Linked DNA regions of Gossypium hirsutum: region 2 is linked to region 1. A link is a contact called in public Hi-C data. All regions are on one chromosome and are shown on one strand. Each heading gives the region's core, a stretch centred on a gene start, on an enhancer-like site or on the middle of the called end of the contact. The rest is flanking DNA. Distances are from core to core; before and after follow the strand shown. Region 1 holds the start of LOC107954353 (probable protein disulfide-isomerase A6). Region 2 has its middle 5.2 kb from the start of LOC121219083.

Region 1 (2,834 bases), core at 102-2,601:
AATCTCAAATTTAAGTGTAATACAAGGGCCGAAACTTAATTTTGAGTGTAAACAAGGGATATACTGAGTTCAGTCCACACAAACATCTAGCACTCTAATTTGAAACGCACATCAATACTTGATATTGAAGCATTAAAAAGGCGGGGGGGGGGGGGAATAATTACAAATTCTTGTCTATTACTGCTCCTTGAGCTGTCCCCTTCTTGAATTTAATACATAATATGAATTTCTCTACGTCTCTACTTTTTGGATTTTCTTTAATTGAAAATAAAATAAAATAAAGGTAAACTATAAAAATAGTCTTTTTTGTTCGTCTCAGATTATATTTTACAAAAACTCTTGTAAAAAATAAAACATCTTCAAAATAAGTTAAAAAAATTTACTCTTTACCAGAAACAAGTCATGTGGGTGATTAAAAATTTTCATTCCGAAGAAAAAAAAATCCAACCAAATATAGCATCAATTTTTATTTACCTCAGTTTTAAGAAAAAGCATGGAAAGAAAAGTGAGGTTTATTTTAATATACAAAAGTACATTTTTTATCTTATTATTTTTAGCATAAATTATTTTATGAAAAGATTAACTGAGAAAAATTATAACCAATCATTTTCTTTGTTTTCCATAATTTAACAAAAAAAAAAGATTTTAAATATTTTACTTTCCTTTATTATACATTATTTTCTTTCTTTTAACATTCTTTTTCTTTATTTTTTTTCTTTTTTCTTTATAATAATTATTTACTTAAGAGCAAAAAGAATTTGTATTTTCTCTTTTATGGACTTTTCAATTGATTTTATCAAAGTGAAATGCTTAATAGTTTAAATAGTGGTAAAGAATAAAAAATTTATTAAATTGATATTTTTAATTTTTTGTTATATTAAAAAAAATCTTTTTAAGTTGTGAAATAAATTTAACTATCTTTTTGGCATTAGTTTTTGGTAAAAATATCACGAAAAGTCTTTATATTAAGAGTCAGATCGTATTATACCTCTTCTATTAAAAAAAGTAAACTAGTCATTTCTGTTAAAAATTTTATCAACTTGTATTGTTAAATACTGATAAAAAAATCAGACAATGACATGTATCTCATACTAATATATAAAGACCAGTTTTTAATAGTAGAAATGAATAAAATTTTTAGAAGAATGATCAATTTAATATTTTTTGCGATTGTGTTGATACAAATAAAAACAAAGGAGTTGAAAAGATGAGCTATGTAACTAACATTTATGACAGGTTGGGTTTTAAGTTTGAAGGAGAGTCCCCCATTCAGTGATTGGGCTTTAAGTCCACCAAAGCCCAACCTTTTCCAAAATTTTATCCCGAAATAAAGATGGTTACTATAACAAATTGGTATCGTAATTGTCGATAGAAAACTAGAAACAAAGGATAAACAAGAAATGGAGATGTTGTTAGCGTTCGGAACCTTGGGTTTGTTATTCGCTTCATCAGCCTTGGCTGACGACGTCCTCGTTTTAACCCAACAAAACTTCGACAAAGAAGTTGGTCACGACCGAGGAGCTCTCGTCGAGTTCTATGCCCCTTGGTTACATTCTTCATCGCCCTCTTTTTTATTAATCTCATGCTTTACGTTTTTGGTGTTTTTACATTAATCGCTCCTTAGATCCATCTTCAGCTACACCAATGTGACGACAACGTCCATGATTTTTTTCTTTTTCCCTTGGTTTTTTAATGCTTGTTTATTAGGATCAAACGATTTTTTTCCTTAAATTCCATTTCGAGCTATTTATATTCTCAAAATCATATATTTATCCAATTGCAGGTGTGGTCACTGTAAGAAGCTAGCTCCTGAGTTTGAGAAGCTTGGGGCTAATTTCAAGAGGGCTAAGTCCGTCTTGATTGGAAAGGTTAGCGATATAATGAAGTTTTTCTTGCTATATATTGCAATTGGTTTTATTTGGAATTCTTTTCTTTTGTTGATGCCATTGTAGGTGGACTGTGATGAGCATAAGAGTGTATGCAACAAGTATGATGTTCAAGGCTACCCAACCATTCAGTGGTTTCCTAAAGGCTCTTTGGAACCTAAAAAGTGAGTTTTAGTCTTGTTTAAGTTTTAATATTGGAATCCACATTTTATTTAAAACATGCTCTTAGTAGATAAAAATTGTTCTATCCAGGTATGTAGGACCACGCACTGCAGAGTCCCTTTCTGAGTTCGTAAACAGTGAAGGAGGTAGATTATAGGGACCAATGTCTAAACCCACTAGGATTTTGCTTTGCTAATGTCTTGTTTTATAGGGACCAATGTGAAGATTGCCACTTTGCCATCCAGTGTTGTGGTGCTAAATGCTGATAATTTTAATGAGATTGTCCTTGATGAGACCAAAGATGTGCTGGTTGAGTTTTATGCACCTTGGTAAGCATGCAGCTTTTTTGTTTTGTTGTTGATATTCTTTTGCTTCAATCTTTTCTGCAAAAAGTGGTCTGATCAAGTTTTGTATTGGTTTTCTGCCAGGTGTGGTCATTGCAAAAGCCTCGCTCCTGTAATCATCAATATCGATGCTTAATGAAGGCAGCATGAACGTTTTGGTTCCAAGTGGTGATTTCCTTTCTAACCCTTTGTCTTTGTCCCTACAGATTTATGAGAAGGTAGCTACAGCGTTTAAATTGGAAGAAGATGTAGTGATATCCAATCTAGATGTTGACAAATACACAGATGTAGCTGAAAAGTAAGCATAACTTAGCCAATAAGCCCAACCCTTTGTGTCTTTGAGAGTTGAGATTAGAAATTCTCTGCTTTAAGTGCAGGTATGGAGTAAGTGGATATCCAACATTAAAATTGTTCCCAAAGGGCAATAAAGCTGGAGAAGACT
Region 2 (2,834 bases), core at 196-2,695, 62 kb before region 1:
ATACCAAAAGAAAAAATATCAAATATTCAAATTGCTTAATCTTAATAACCGTAGTCTCTTTCAATCTCGTTGTAAATCTACTTCCAAGTTTTTCTTTAAAAAATAAATCTAAAACTAAGAGAAATTCTTTATGTTTGATTATAACATAACCTAAAACAATTTTTTTCTTCCATTTTCAATCTCGTTGTATTTCAATTTCGTTGTAAATTCTTGTAAATTATTAATATAGTTATTGATATAATATTATATTATGTTTATATATTGCATATATAAATAATTATATTTATTCAATATAATAATAAATTGATGTATTTTTTTAAATGTGTATGATTAATTCAAAATCAAAGTTTCAAGCATACATTTTAATCACAATTAAAATTTTATATGTATAATTACATCAAACTAAAATTCATGTATACAATTATACATTAAATCAAAATTAATATATAAAATTAAAATTTACCTCAATTCGAATTTATACAAAGTTGCATGTTGATAAAATGAACTCTATTAAGATATATAAATGTGGCCAAGGGTAGGTTTAGAATCGAAGTTATAAGAGATTTTTCCTTCAATCTTTCACCCTATCACAATATTTCAAACACTTGGATCGCTTAAGTAAAACAACTGGTATATATAGAGATTATTGAATCTAGATTATTTATAAAAATAGAGTTTTATTAAATTGATAGGTAAAAATATTGAAAAAGTTTTTTTTTTTTAAGTTGGTTTTGATTAAAAAAATTCAATTTTTAATCTTATAAAATTGTGGTTCCAACATCAGACAATAACGAGGAAACATTTAGAGTAGTCAATGGCAGCTCGATAACATATTCTTCAAATACCACTCACCTCACTTTTCCTAAAACCACTTCTACTTCTAGGTTTTTAATGCATTTTCCCTACATTTCCATTTCTATATACATCTTTTCTTTTTTGCTTGCATTTACCAGACCAAAGAAAAGAAAAAAAAAAAGAGAGGAAATCAACTTTTTATTATTTAATCAAGGGCTGCCGTTTGACATATTGACGGCACTAATTTAATATATATTCACATTTTCAGCCTTTTTTTTCCTTATCAATTTTAAAAAAATTACCGTGTCACCAATATGTCAAACGACACTCAAAATTACTATAAAAATATTCATTTTTATAAAAAATCTAGATTCAATACTATTTTTGTAATTAATTATTTTTAATATAATTTTTATAAAAAACCCATAACATGCACAGAACATGCCAGGTATATACCCTGTTCTAAAACATAATAAATGATATCAAATAAGATGTGGGTTCTATTTAAAAATATTAAATAACTATCAACCACCAAGTATTGTTATTAATATACAAAACTCATCTGTGACTTTCTGGAGTATTGGGGTACTTTTTGGGTCCTACGTGTGAAGGATGCACAATCACAGTCCAGTTATGACGGGATCGTTCAAAGGTGATGGGAAGATCCTACATTAAACTGTGCGTTGGCCCGGTTTGGCTCCACCCAATCACGGCCACACACAGCCTGCTTATCAACTTGTAAACTATTAATTAATATGATTCATGTGGCTTTATAATTATATATGTGTCAAATTTTATTACCAATCCTTATGTAAGACGTGGATTTAGATTCTTTAGCTTAGATATTTTTAGTTTCTTTATTTTTAAAATTTTGAAAATTCAGTGTTAATGATCTTAAAATTGATATTTCGAAAATGTTAAGAGGGCCGAAGCTAAGAAATTATTGTTAAAGGGTTTAAACTGGATTTCTAATTATGGGATGGGGCAAAAATGTCATTTTCTCATTAATAAAAAAGTTAAACAGCTTAAATTAACTGATTAATTATTCCGAAGGCTATAATTGTAATTATTCTATTTAGATAAGGGGGTAAAGTTTCTTCCAAGCTTGTTACCTCCCCCATAATACTAGAAAAAAAGATTATGTTATTTTAATTAATAGATTTAATAGCTACTACTTGAATCATGGCAAAAACTTCAAAATTAAAAAAAAAAGTATAAAATTAAAATTAACCAAATTAAAGTAACTTGTTCTTGGGTCGAGTTACTCGCCCAGGCCCGAAGGTTCACTTGAAATTTGAGAGGATTTGGGCAAAAATATTAGGTCCGAAAAATAGGTTTAGGCAAAAAAATTAAGCTTGTTTTTAAGTTTATAATACTTTATATTATGTTATTTTCATTTATTATGTAATTTAGAGCACATTAAAAAAATAAACCTATACTAAATATATAATACTACTCTATAAACATTAAAATAATGTTAAGATCACTATATAAAAACTTTCAATAAATAAATAAAAATATAATATTTTATTAAATATTAAAATAATTTAATTTAATTTTTTAAAAAACTTAAAAAATAATATGAGCGGGCCTAAAATAGATTTGGGTTAGTCTTTTGCAAATATGAGCGGGTTTGAGCAAACTTTTAGGTCCATATTTCGGGCCAATCTGGGTTTGGGCAAGTATAAAGAATGTTAGTATCATGCTTAGGCTGAGTCGGTCCTGACCCATGAACACCTCTAAATTAAAGGATATGAATTAAATCCACAACTTAAATATAACATATAGACTAATAATAGAATTTGACCGTACTACAAACATTTAATAGATTAAATGCAGTTTACTCTCTTTCTCAAATTAATCTGGGTTCTAATCACAATTGTAAAAAAAAAAAAAAGAGTAAAAGAATAAGTCAAATGTATCTCTTAATTTCAAGGAAGCAATGAAACAAACTAGTTTTTTCCCCAAGAGATAGCATTTCTTTTGCTGTTCAAAAGTATCTCTTAACGTTTTAAATCAAAATCAAAATTGATTTTGCG

Evidence for each region. A called contact is a pair of places that touch in the nucleus more often than the background predicts.
Region 2: a contact with region 1 is called in a Hi-C map of leaf, with 2.3 times the contacts expected there. The contact joins the enhancer-like site here to the promoter of LOC107954353 in region 1. A contact is called at or near these places in 5 of 34 Hi-C or Micro-C datasets (callus, leaf and seedling).

The regions. Positions count from the first base shown.
Region 1 is chrD07:20,449,847-20,452,680 of Gossypium_hirsutum_v2.1, reverse strand. LOC107954353 (probable protein disulfide-isomerase A6) reads left to right here and starts at 1,351. Exons shown (of 10, transcript XM_016889887.2): 1 at 1,351-1,546; 2 at 1,784-1,868; 3 at 1,953-2,050; 4 at 2,139-2,194; 5 at 2,260-2,377; 6 at 2,477-2,504; 7 at 2,599-2,690; 8 at 2,770-2,834. The coding sequence starts at 1,401.
Region 2 is chrD07:20,511,937-20,514,770 of Gossypium_hirsutum_v2.1, reverse strand. No RefSeq gene overlaps it. Among protein-coding and RNA genes, the nearest start is that of LOC121219083, 5.2 kb to the left of the region's middle. Within about 2 kb of position 1,445, at least 3 of the 9 cell types and tissues checked have an H3K27ac peak or open chromatin away from gene starts, as enhancers often do. A contact at or near this core is called in leaf, where this site is marked.